Regions from separate parts of the Gossypium arboreum genome. Here region 1 is linked to region 2. Evidence: chromatin contacts called from public Hi-C data. All regions are on one chromosome and are shown on one strand. Each heading gives the region's core, a stretch centred on a gene start, on an enhancer-like site or on the middle of the called end of the contact. The rest is flanking DNA. Distances are from core to core; before and after follow the strand shown.

Region 1 (6,767 bases), core at 2,276-4,775, 210 kb after region 2:
CACTTATGTGGCATTTTACAAAACAAACTCCAATAAGGACGAACTCCGATGTATGGAGAGTGTAAAAATTCTCAAATATATCAAAAACTTGGAAGTATATAAATAAAAGGAAATTACTTCGATTGCCAGTAAAATATTTAATAAAAAAGAACACATGTAAAATTGTTAAGTGGAATTAAATTTCACCCTCCCGAACAAGATTTGATTATTATTATTACCATGGCTATATATATTCAACTCAAACTCCCATGTTCACTATATATTGAAATTATAACCTTTGTCCACAGCAGTGACTTAACAACGGCCATGCTCAACAATAAAACCAAATCAAATTTTTTGTTCAACTTTAAACAACTACCATCGCCCAATTACTTGGATATATTTGATATAATAGCGGCACAAACCCTGGATAAAAAAATAGAAGGTATTTTAGGGTTTAACATCATAATTAAGCTTTCATAACTAATTCTTCATGCTTGTCGGAACGTACATAAAATTCATGCTTCTCTTCTTCTTCAGGACTTGCCTCGGTGGATGAAGTGGTTACAAAGCTGGCAAAGAGGAAGAATGAACTATGGTTGAACCAAGGAGATCATTCTTGTTATTCTCTGCTCTTGGACTGCTTCCAGCACTGCTATTCGAATGCCAACCAAACATGGTCTTTTGTAAGACCCCTGTAGGAGACAATCCGAGCCGAGGGCTATGATCACACTTCTCTGTCATAATGTTAAGTGCCGATGAGTTCTTGCACTCTGCGCTGCTGCTGTTATTGCTGTGCAATACCTCACCCAGAGGACCGCCCATGGAAGTCTCCCTAGAGATGGGGATCCAATTCGCTTGCCTCCAGTTTGTTTCATTACCAACACTGCCTACTCCCAATCCCATCTGTATAGGGTCAAGTTCTCGCGATAATTGCAGAGGTGAATGAGTTACATCTTCATTGTTGGGTGACGAAGTAGAGGACATGAAATCCGAGAGCGCCATCGGCATTGAAATGGAAAGCTGAGTCCGGTCTGATTGAACATCAGCTTCAGGCAAGAAAATGGAAGAGCAGTCGGACTGGGTTTTAGGCCAGCCATCAAAGAACTGGCGAACTGATCGATGTGATTCGGTTTCTTGACTATCAAGATCTTGAGAACAGCCAAAATTAATGCACTTAATGAGGGAATAGCTTTTGTGGGAAGGGTTAAGGAGTGACTCAGAAGAAACAACTCCAAACTCATTCCCAGGAGCAGTATCATGCATTCTTTCACCAATGCTTTCTTTATTCAGAAGCCACCTGCAGAAAGTAACCAATAGATTTTGAATCCATCAATGGCTAGTTCGTCAAATACCGATATATGTTAATTACAAGTATGCTGGGAGGATTATCGTATCACCTGTTTAGTGGACCAGAGTGCGAAAGATTTGATTCACCAGCAGTCTGCTGCTGTGCAATGGTGAGGCTGTTGGACTCACCGTTTCCACCGTTTGGCCCTACCACTGATGCTGAAGAGAACGAGACAGAATGCATCAGCTTGGTGGTAGTAGTGGTGGTGGATGCGGTGGAACGTCCGGATTGACCTTCCACAGGCTTTCTTGAACGATGGCGGCCCCTGTTCATATGCCGCTCACAATACTTCTGGTCGGCAACCGCATCTCTTGAGCACCGCCATTTCTTTCCATCTGTTCTACGACACCGTCCTGGCTCCGGATCAGTGTTGTTTGAGAACCCAAGATGGAAAGCTCCCCATCCCACTGCTGGAAAACACCCCAAGAACAAATAAATGGAACACCCTTGTGAACAAAACAGATTAACAAACAAAAAAAAAATGCACTACAACTAACAAACAGAAGAAAATGTACTTAGTTAAATCTGCGTTTGGATACAAATTACATGAACAGTTAAAAAACAAAGGAAAAAGTTTTGATTTTCTTACTTCTCCAAGAGACAGGAACTTACATGTATTGGGTCTGAGGAGTCCACCAGAAAAGCTAGAGAAACCAGCAGAATCAAGGGCTTTTCTTATAGGAATGAGAAGAGTTGATGGTATTGGCACATTTGCAGTCATGTATTTATAGATCAAAGCCTGATGTTCTAGCTCCATCCATTGAGATGAAGTGAATGGTCCACCATTCATATTTGCACCATTAAATCCTCCAGTATTGTAGCCTGAAACAAAAAGACTGCACCATCAAAAAAAGACGGAACAAAAAGAAAACATATGAAGACAGAAAAGCCAAAAACTTTCAAGGCTATCAAAGCAGCATAGTGGAAATGAAAAAGTTTTTAGATTTTCCTCTTAAGAGAAAAAAGGGAAAAAGGGACTGTTTAGAAAGTGGTGAAGGCAAGTTAATCCAGAAATCATAAACTTGTCTGCAACATTTGAGTGATGGATTTGTGGCCTTTGAAACAACAAGCAAACATTACATAAAAGGAAGATGGGGGAAAAGGTAAAGATAACAAAAAGGAAACATAAGAATAACCCCAAAACAATCAAAAGATGGACCATTTGATTCTCTCACTCTCCACTATTATTCTTTCCTTCTTGCACAAATGTTCTTCTTTCCTTCCCTTGCTCATTGTTTGGATTATTACCAAAAATATTTTTCACCCCTAAATCAGGAAGATGATTGACAAGACTCTAAAACACAACACCACTCTTAGATTTCCATGAAAAGAACCTTCACCAGAAACTCAAATCAGAAAACCAAAAACAAAACATGTCTGATCCTTGGTTGCAACTCACAAGCATGCTGTATTTCATTTCCACAAATGTTGTTGAATAGATCATTAACAATCCCCCCCAATATATATATATACCTGTATTTCTAGTACATGCTGGTGATGTGAGATGAAAGTAAGGGAATATGACATTTTGGGAACTCCTCCCCATTGAAAGAGCTTCTAATTTGGGAGCAGAAAAGCTCAGCATTTGCTGCTGTTGTTGTCCATCAAAGAAGATAGAGGTATTAGATCGAAATAAAGTATTTCTGTGTTGGGACAGCACTGCCTTGGAGGCTGAAATATCATCAAATTTGGCCAGCTTTGAACTCCTCCAGTCATCTTCATTACTGCCAGATCTCTTTTGCTTGAGAAACGCAGATCCATACAACTTCTGCTTTGTCTCAGATTCTGAAGCAACCAAAGTAAAACCAGTACTAGTCTCTGAACCCACAATACCCTCCAAACCCACCACCCCAAAATCCATATAGAAACCCCCCCCCCCCAAACCCCCCTACTTACAAAAGCACTAGACTCGAGAAATGAACCATTGGGTTATTGCAAGAACTAAAAACAAAAGCTTCATGGTTTAAGCTTCGTCTCAAGAATCAAACCAGACTAGTCTTTTTCAAAAGATTTGATGTTTAGAGAGAAAAATAAATAAATAGAAACAGTGAGAGCTTGTCTTAAATACCACACTCTCTGTATATATACATACAAAAATGGATATATAGTATATAGAGATTAGGAATATATAGGAGCTGCTGCTGCCATTGTTTAAGTAACGAAAAGTTTTATCCAATATTTAAGACTTGAGTTGATACAACATAGATCACTCTAACACGTTAAGAAAGCCCTTTCACATAATAATTTTCTTCTGTTGGGAGTATTAGAATTACAGAAAACTCCTTCGAGAGTTGGATAATTTACTCTAAACAAAATGTTCTTTGTCAGATACATGGAGGATTTATTTGTCTTTAACGTGCAAACTTCAGCACTTTTTAACTTTTCTCGGTTCACCTTTTAAGAAATCTTTTTGGGTTTTGAGTTTTATATGTAGAATGGAAATAAAAATTTGGGGTTACCAAAAATAATAATATAAAATTAGGTTGAATATTACTAATTTATTGAATATTTCAATATATTATATATTAGGAATCAATTTCAAACTTAAACAATTCTTTCCTTTTATCTATCTTGATAAAAGAAAAGGGAAAACATAATTTATGCATTTAAATACCATATTAATTATGTATAATATATTTGACTATAAACTTCTAAATATTTAATTACGATTTTGTTTCTTTTATCAATTATTTAAATATGTTTTATTTATTTGCATTTTTATTCTTTGTATATTTAATTATATTATTTTTAATATTTTATTCTTATGAGTATTATAGTAATTTGTTATAAATATAAGTTTAATAATTATTGTTCGACATTATTTTAATTCTATTCTTCTAAGAAAATTAGAAATCCTATCCGAAAATCACATATTTAAAACAATTGTGTATCTAAAATAACATACAATGAATAAAGAAATGTATGGTTTGAAATTAATTAATTGTAATAATATATGAAAAATGTACAAGGTTAAAATAAAAAAGATTAAATTGTAAGTAAAATAAAATTTAAACACATAAATATATCAAATAAATAATACTAGTTGCACTACAATTATTTATAATGATTTTGTCAACAATTATGAGTTAATATCAAGTTGACTTGTGACACCAACTAAATTAACAATATTATCGATATATACAACTAATGGAGATTATGTTAAATATATATATATACATATAATATATACATTAAAATGAAGCTTTGATTGAATAGTAAATTTAAGATTTATTAATTCAATTGTCGAAGGTTTAAATAATATTTTAATTAGTTTTTGTTAAAATGAAATGAAAACACAAAATGCCTTCAAATAGTATAACCTATTTTGATTATGAAAAGACATTTATGTAATTTTCTAATTGAATTAATGACTTGATTAGAAGTGACACAAACTCAGTAAAATATTTAATAAATAGTATAGATATTATTATAATATTATCTATTAATTAATTATTTATATTTAATGTGACTATTTTCATAATTTAAATTTAAACACTATTTATATTATTTTAATATTATTATTATATCAATTGAATCTTAATTCAATTGTAATAATATTATTAACAATGAAAGGAGATGTACCGACCTATTAGTATTTTTAAATATTCTTGTCTTGCAACAAAACAAAACTTAATTTGTTGCCTTGCCTTGAAAAGTCTGCTAGCTAACGGTTTCTTTTTATTAATAATATATTTTTATTCTTATCTCAAAGTTAAGCTTAAAAGAAGACCAAGAGAAGTGGTGAGCTCCATGAAGTCATGTGACAAGGATGCATTGCCACGTGACAGACACCAAAAAGGAAAATCTACTCTTTCCAAGGCCCTCTTTAATTTTATAACAATCTCTCTCATGGAAATGCTTGAAATCAAACACCAATCCATAGATTTTCTATTTTTAGATGGTAATTATTTGAATTCTTTTTTTTAAATTTAAATTTCTATTATCTTCTAAATATTTCAAAAAAAATTACTTAATCATTTCACATATTTAACATATTCAAATACTAAATCAATCTATTCAAATAATTTGTCTTTTGAATTTGAATTAAAAAATTAATATCTATATGTTGATTTAAGTATAAATAAGTTATTCTTTTAAAAATTATTATATTTAAAATAAGATAAAAATAAAATTAATGTATTAAAATGTATTATTTCAATAACATTATAAATTGATAAAACAGCATGTTTTCAAATATAAGCTTATAAATAAATAATTTACTCTTATTAAAAAGAAATAAAAATAATATAAAATTATAATTTCATACAAATCTTTCTTATCAAATAAATAATTTACTCTTTTCATAAACTCAATACTAAATAACATTCATCAAGGCATCTTCCTAAGTCTTATTCTTCCTAGGACAACTTCAAATTCATTGTCTTCAATAATTATTGAGACAAACTTTTGCTGCTTCATTCAATTTTATTCATACTTCATAAGTAGATGTAGTTGCAAATGTAATTATAGTAGATCTGGTTGAAAAACATACTCGAAATTATGATTTTTTTTTTAAAAAAATAAGTTTTTATGGCCTTAAAAATATCTAATCATCGATAATTTTCTCAACATTAAACTTTTCGTACCAAATTCCTATAATTTTTTCTTTGAATATATATAACGTTTCATGGTTTAAAATTTGCTCGGGATATTGTTAGCAGCTTTTGTGAAATGTGCAATTCCCCCATCTCTTCTTTTTCTTGATATTTTATTATAAAAGAAATTTTTAAATAAGTTTTGTAATGATACTAACTATTATTAATTCATTAACTCATTAGTCTGTCGAGTCTTGACTCGTATTTTGTATGGGTTCGCATATGCATAGTGCTTGCACATGGACGAGCACTAAATGAGGATGCGTAATATGGGTTTGCCTTCAGTGATGGAGGCAAAGAAAAAAATCTGGGGAGCCCGGAATTAAATTATATATTTTTACAATCGTAAAAATACAATTTTACCATTTTAATAGACTATATCTTTATAATTTTTAAATAATTAAATTAAATTTTTATTATTTGGGGGGCCAAAGTGTATTTTTACCATTACTAATTTAAAATTTTATAAATTATAAATGGCTTAAATAGAAAATTTTCTATTTTAAAGGAGGCTGGGGCTCCTGCTTGCCCCCTTTAGCTCCACTACTACTTCACATGGTGTGAACCCACTTTAAGTATACACGTATTAACACTAAGGTAAGGTACGTGTCATCATGCATGAAAACCTACCTAAAATGTCACATCTATGAACAATGTTCATATTATATGAATATACAGAGTTAACCCATTTGAAGAGACACACAGAGAAACACTCAACAATTTGGTGCAACAATTGTTATGATACTAACTATTATCAACCTACTGACCCACTAGTCCTTCGGGTCCTGATCTGCACTCTGTATGGGTTCGTACATAGGCGAGCACAAGATGAGGACGCACAA
Region 2 (7,516 bases), core at 128-2,627:
AGTACTTTTGCTAACAGTGCATCCTTCTTGAAGCATTTTTGACACTATTTGTTCAGAATCATCTTCTCAAAAATATTTTTTCAGAAATTACTGTAGAAAACAAGCGTCCACGTGGGAGCTTTTTTAAGTACTTTTGCTGACAGTGCATCCTGCTTGAAGCATTTTTAACACTTTTTGTTCAGAAACAACTTCGCAAAATTATTTTTTTAGATACGTCTTCTCTAATTTATTTTTTCAGATACGTCTTCTCTAATTTATTTTTTCAAAAATTACTGTAGAAATTTTTTTTATTGCTAATATATTTTTTCCATAACCCTAAACACAAAATTATTTTAAAAAACTAATCCATAATTTAATTAATTAACCCTAAACCTTAATCTAATTTATTTTTAAACTAATAATTAATGTAATTAAGCAACCCAAAACCCAAAACCCTAATTTTTAATTTTTTAAAAATTTCTAAATCTTAAATTCTAAACCTTAAACTCTAAACCCTAAACACTAAAACAATAACCTTAAATCCTAACCCTAAATGCAAAAAAAATCCTAACCTTAAAAAAAGGGGCAAAACTCTCCCCCAGAGACGCGCTTTTCTAACATGTCACCTGACATCGTGCTGACGTGGACGCACTTTCGAGGAATTCGGTGCTTTCCAGTAAATAATAAAAAAGTTGGCCCATTTCCATAAATATTAAAAAAAATGGCTTTTTCTTGTAAATTGTCTGATTTTTTTTTCATCGTTAATTTAATTTAATTTCTTTAATAAAATATTTTTCATCTGGTTTTTTTTTGGTTAAAAATAGATATGCTAATTTTGGCATTTTTCATAAATTCTTTGATATAATTTTTTTCAAGTCCTTAGACTTCATTGATTAACCATTTTTCCAAAAAAAAAAAAAAATCCATGTGGCAATATAAAATTTATCCACGTGTCAACTCTAGTTAGAGTTAACTTTGTTTTTGAAAGTAGAAGTATCGAGAGAATTTATCATTATCCATTTTTATTATTCTTCTTATACTTGCCTCTCAAAAGATAAATATTTAATTTTGCTAAAGTAAATTTTTTAACTTTTTCTGAATATATACATAAAACAATATAATTGCAGTCTTTTATCGGTGGAACTTTCTACTACAATTATGTTGTATACCATTGTTTGAATTCTATACAATTAAGAACTACAAAAGTGGAAAGGATCTAAGCTGGCCCTTGGAAATTACATGGGCTTCTCGTAATGTTGATACAATCATCCAACTGAGGCATGTGGGCTATTCTCTTACCCAAAGAAACTGGGCCAGTAGACATGTTCTTTAGGGTCCGAATACCCATCCAATCCTCCATTTTATGGGCATTTCCGTCAATCCAAAACATTCAAATACAAATTCCCCCGTTTTCACAATGCATAAAGATCCCGCCTTAGCTCTCGCTCTGCAACTCAACGTTTAAAAAGAAAATGGAGAAGATCTGCGTAGCAGTGAGAGTAAGACCTCCAATTTGCCATGAAAATTCTTCTTCAACTTTCTGGAGAGTCGATGATAATCAAATCTCTCTTCACAAGCTCCACGGCAGCCCAATTTCCTGCGTTTCTTACGCTTTCGGTAAATTTTCATTTCCCAAATCCTTTTTACCTTTCCAATTCCAATTCTCATTCCTTGAATTTTTTTTTTTTGTGTTTCTAGATCATGTCTTCGATGAGAATTGCTCGAATTCAGATATTTACGAGCTTCTTACTAAGGATATTATTCATGCTGCTGTGGACGGCTTTAACGGTTTAAATTTTATCCCCTTTTTTAGCCCTAATTTTGATGATCTGGTATAAAAATTGATTAATTTGTATATGATTTACAATTTTATTTATGTTTTAGGAACTTCTTTTGCATACGGGCAAACAAGCAGCGGCAAGACCTTCACTATGAACGGTTCATCTAACGATCCCGGAATTATTCATCGAGCAGTTAACGATATATTTCAGAAAATAAATATTGTAATTTAACGAAATTTGGTTCTTTCCCGAAGCAGTTAACGACATATTTTAGAAGCTTTGGCTTTGATTTTCTTGTTGTTGAATTGAATTCCCAGATCTCTGATCGAGAGTTTCTCATCCGAGTTTCCTACATGGAAATTTACAATGAAGAAATTAACGACCTTTTCGCTGTAGAGAATCAGAAATTGCAGATTCATGAGAATTTAGAGGTCAGCCATTGATTAAACTTTGATGCCGTATCAAATGTGTACCATAATGCTCAAAACTAACAGATTTTTTCTTGTTTGTTTTAGCGTGGGATTTTCGTTGCGGGTCTTAGGGAGGAAATTGTGAACAATGCTGAACAAGTGATGAAGCTCCTGGAGTCTGGAGAAGGTCCTTTAAACTTCTTTTTTTTGCCATTGGTTTAACTGGGTAGTTGTTTCTTTTTAATAATTTGTTTAAATCATTTTCCTTACAGTTAATAGGCATTTTGGTGAGACAAATATGAATGCACGAAGTAGTAGGTCTCATACAATATTCAGAGTGGTATGTTCTTTTAACATATTGTTGAACATAAACATTACTATTTTACTCTTAATATTCGTTGTATTTATGTTACATTACTAGGTGATAGAAAGCAAGGGAAAGGATACAGGCTCTTTTGGTGATTATTCAAGCAGTGATGCCATACGCGTCTCAGTTTTGGTATGTACCTTATATTACTATAGACTTTCCCCCCTTTTATCTAGTTTATACCTTGTCCCATTAGTTTTATGAATGTTATTTTAATTCCTTTATTTGAAAGCAGAATTTGGTTGATTTGGCTGGTTCTGAGCGGATTGCTAAGACTGGAACTGGTGGAGTACGTTTGAAGGAAGGAAAGTATATTAACAAGAGCTTAATGGTTCTTGGTAATGTAATTAACAAACTTAGTGATAGTGCAAAACAAAGGTACTTGTTTTGCTTATCCTGCGAGAAGTAACTTATTTGTATAGAATAACTATGTTCTAATTATATGAATTATTGACATGTAAAGGGCACATATTCCTTATCGTGATAGTAAATTAACCCGCATACTCCAGCCTGCTCTAGGAGGGAATGCGAAAACTTCAATTATATGTACTGTGGCTCCTGAAGAGGTGCGCTTACTTTGACTGTATGTGGTTATTCAATGGCTTGTTTTTGGTTTTCTTATCTTTCTGAGAAGGGGAGATGAAAATGACTCTCAACTGAGCATTCTGGTTTAATTTTATTATAGATTCATATTGAGGAGACGAAGGGAACTCTTCTTTTTGCTAGCAGAGCTAAACGAGTTACTAATTGTGCTCAAGTGAATGAGGTTGGTCATTTTCTTATATTGCACCACATTATCACAGAATATATGGATTTCCAACGCTAGCTTGTATATAAATCATAAAATCTATATTATTAATAGAACCCTTTGCTGAGTTGGTGTCACGGGTTAACCGGGTACCAACTCAGTTAGGAAATAAACAAATTCTTTACCACCACACCAATAATAATTCTTGAGTAAACTTTAAAAAATTAACTTTTAACATAAAATGTTCTCTCACCAAATTTGTGTTTTAGACATACCTATACGTGATTTCCGCACGCATACACATTTGATAGGATTTATAGTATTTATTATGTTGTTACATGACAGAGTAAGAGTTCAAGTTTTCATCTAGAATTTTTGTTTTAATTGATTTGGCATTGAGTTTGAAATGAAGTTAATCATAGTTTAACTTGTATCTAGGTTTTGACGGATGCAGCCCTACTGAAAAGGCAAAAGTTAGAGATAGAGGAGCTACGCAGGAAGCTTCAGGTGAGGATCAGGTGACATAAGCTAATATTAGACTTAAAAAGGCAATCTAAAATTGGTCACCTTTTTTCAGGGATCTCATGCTGAGGTGCTGGAGCAAGAGATATTAAAGCTGAGGAATGATATGCTTAAGGTTCATTATTTGTTTATTTCAAAAGGATTATAGATTTATAGTCTTCTAGCACCAATTATTAACATATACATTAACACATTTTTTATCTGCTTGTATTCCAATTTCAGTATGAATTAGAGCGTGAAAAGCTTGAAATGGAACTAGAAAAAGAAAGAAGATCACATAAAGAGCGTGATCGGTACATTAGAGACCAGCTGATGATGATCGAAAACCTAAGTAGTTTGGTTTCTGATGGTGATGGAAGCTCTAGTCAGGTATAACTTGTGCAGACTGCAAAATAAGAGTAAAGAAATTCCTATTTCTTTTCAGTGTGCTTCTAAATTCTGTTTGTGCTGCGTGGTTCCTAGGCCAGAAGATCACCTAGTTTGTGTATATTATAGCGATGTTACTTGGAAAACAATCCATCTATCTATCTTTTAGAACACTTGATTTATCATTAAAAATTGAAGTTTTTCATTCTGCTTTCTCGGCTACCCCTTTCAGTAATACACGTAATCACAAATCTTATGCTAATGAAGTACATCTATTCCTGCATTACATGTTCCCTTTATAACTTCCTCTACCATATTCTATTGACAGCAATGTCTAACTTTTATTGGGCTCAAACTTACACATGAAGTATAGGCCGTAAATGAACTGCGGTTGCAAGTATCATTTTATTTTGTCATCTGGAGATTTGGACCAACTGATATGAATTCTAAATCGGTGCAGAGCTAGTCATATGATTAATTATTAATGTATTTATAATCTTTTAGTTCGTCTCTAGGAATCCATTCTCTAATATGAAGTTTGACATCAAAATTGAAGCTGACCGATCAAAGAATTATTCATTATTTTAGGGTCAATTCTTCTTTTAGTTGTTGTTGTTGTTATTTCTATGCTGAGGACAATTTATAAGTTTGCTTTTTGGCGAGGGCAGGGATCCATGAAAGAAAGCCCAATAGAAGAATGTAATAATAGGGGAGATGGTTTTAAAACACCTTGTTTTAGAGCAGCTCCCAAGGCCTTTGTCGCCAAGAGATCAAATTATTCACAGTTGCCAGACCTCAGTCCTCTTCCAGATTCTTTTAGCGATGTAGCTGATGAAGACACTTGGTTCAAAATAAACAAGGGTTACATAGCAGACCTGGATTCACTTCAAACAACACCTGCAAGAAAAGTTCAATCCTTTCCACCAGAAGATGTTACTCCTGTGAGTTGATAATTTCAAAGTCATTTTATCTTCCATCTTTCTATCCGTCCCATATGTGTTTTTAGTAATGCCTTTCTCTGTCATAAATCGATATTGGTCGTAATAAGGGCTGCATAAGTTAAATTTAATTAATGGTTTCTTTTTCAGAATTATTTGAATAAGAAATACAAAACGGAACTCCAAAATCTCAAGAGACGGCTAGAACTTGTCACTGAAGAGAAGAACGAACTCCAGGTCAGTACATTTGCTACTTGTTTAACCACCTTAGGGACTTGACATTTTCATCACTAAATTTCTGGACAATTCATACTTCCACTGTTTCAATTGTTGCATTCACAGAGAAAGCTTGCAGAAGATATAGAAGTGAAGGATAGATTAAAGGGTGATATATCTAAACTTAAACAAGAAGCATTACTAGCTAGGGAAATGCCTCAAAGGTTGTGTGATTCTGTGACAAGTTTTAAAGATACATACGAGGAAGTTTTGTCAAAGATGCAGGTCAAAATGCATTATGTTAGTCTAATTCAACTTTTCATTTCTAATTTGTATCAAAATATTAACCTCCTTGTTGCCATCCTTTCAAAACAGAGGTATACATTTGATGGGAAATCTTCAACTGCAAAACTGCTCCGTTGCATATGTGAAATTGGGTCAATCCTTTTCTCGACTATGGAAACTAGTATCTCCAACACAACGGATCGTCACAAATTGTCATCTGGGAATGACTCTCTAATACAAGAATACAACAAAATGCTTTCCGAAAAGCTAAAAAGCACAATTACATCCTTGATTCTATCCGAAACAGCAAGCTCTGAGGATAAACAAACCAAGACTCCATGCAGCTGCAACTTTGAGGTAGCTGCCTGGTCAAGATACCATGTATCCATTTTGGTTTTATTTTTCGTGATGATTTTAGGATATTTCGTTTCGTTCTTCAGGACATTGATTTTCTGAACTCTTTTTGCTATATATTCTCTACATTTCATGGGTTGTGTCAATATTGTGTAGTGAGCAAAAATGGAACTCCAATAATTCCTTCGAAGTAGTGTTTGTCCTCTGCAGAATGAAAATTTCCAGGATGACCAATATTTTAGAACTACTATACATTTCATTAAATAAATTCTTAACTTTCTTGTTATATGATGTGGAAAAATGTCGAAAATTGATTTTTTTAATTATTTTCTTAATGCTTATTTGATTTTTGGAAATTATAGAAACTATAAGTGAATTGTAAAGGATCTTGATGACGTACGTTTCCAAATAACCCTATCAGAACCCAAAGAAGGGCAAGGAGTAGGAATACTTACTATTTGCTTAACGACATCATCAAACAACCAGACGCGAAACAGATCAAGGTTCCAATCTCCATTAGACGTGACATCTTCATTGAGAGATCAATTCAAATTAAGATTAACATGCGCAAGAATATGCAAAAATAGAATATCTAAAGTAGGAATCCAAGAATCCTTCCAACAACGTATACTAGTGTCGTTACCTATATACTAGGCTAAATTCTAACAAAATAAAGGGCCAAACCTTGGAAAGAGACCTTTACAGATGCGAGCATTAGCTTCGAACAATAGAATTAGATAATTGTTCTTTCAAACCATACTTCGCTCGGAGAAGTCATACCTATAAGGCATTATCCTTGGAAACTAAATTGAACCCAATCTTCATAAGAAATGAAGTGCTTTGATCATGCAAATGTCGAAGCCCAAGACCACCACGAGACCGAGGCTAACAAATGGAATCCCATCCAATTAGAGCTAGCTTCGAATGTCCTCCCGAGCATCCCCAAATAAATTGCCTAACCATTCACTCGATTTCTGTGCAAACTCTCTTGAGTACCATTATGGAATGCATAAAATAACTAGGGATCGAGAAAAGAACATATTGAGCCAGTGTGACTTAGCCAGCCAGCGATGGATAATTTCCTTGTTTCCCAGTTTTGTAGTTTGCGTCGCACCTTTTCCACCACAAAGTTCAAGGTTCTATTAGTGACCCTATCATGAAGAAAAGTCACCCCTAAATAAGTTCCTAGCTTCTGAGTTTCTTGAAATCCAAGCAACTCACTAATTTGTGAGCTTAAATCACCTTCAGTTCCTTTAGAGAAAAAAATATTACTTTTCTGAGTACTAATCCTATGCTTAAAATACTCACAGAACTGTTGCAAGACATTCTTCAACACACATGCTTGCTCCAAGTTAGCTTTACAAAAAATAACTAAATCGTCTGCAAAGAAAAGTTGTAACGGCCCGATTTTGGGTCCAATCGGAATAGTGGTTTTGGGACCACTAATCCGAGGATGGAGAAATTATTTTTAATATTAATTTATGTGTTGTGGCATGATTATATGAGAGTATGAAAATTTTGGTGAATTAATTTTAGCGATTTCATGCTTA

What was found. A called contact is a pair of places that touch in the nucleus more often than the background predicts.
Region 1: a contact with region 2 is called in a Hi-C map of leaf, with 2.8 times the contacts expected there. The contact joins the promoter of LOC108474554 here to the promoter of LOC108474879 in region 2. A contact is called at or near these places in 2 of 5 Hi-C or Micro-C datasets (both in leaf).

What each region holds. Positions count from the first base shown.
Region 1 is chr3:117,483,809-117,490,575 of ASM2569848v2, forward strand. It overlaps LOC108474554 (growth-regulating factor 1-like), which reads right to left and starts at 3,526. Exons shown (of 4, transcript XM_053026219.1): 1 at 2,804-3,526; 2 at 1,943-2,152; 3 at 1,380-1,740; 4 at 181-1,279. The coding sequence starts at 3,191. The coding sequence ends at 544.
Region 2 is chr3:117,271,258-117,278,773 of ASM2569848v2, forward strand. It overlaps LOC108474879 (kinesin-like protein KIN-7N), which reads left to right and starts at 1,378. Exons shown (of 17, transcript XM_017776915.2): 1 at 1,378-1,596; 2 at 1,678-1,767; 3 at 1,864-1,982; 4 at 2,078-2,191; 5 at 2,276-2,357; 6 at 2,443-2,510; 7 at 2,592-2,669; 8 at 2,773-2,915; 9 at 3,001-3,103; 10 at 3,223-3,303; 11 at 3,724-3,792; 12 at 3,863-3,922; 13 at 4,030-4,176; 14 at 4,842-5,114; 3 more. The coding sequence starts at 1,452. The coding sequence ends at 6,068.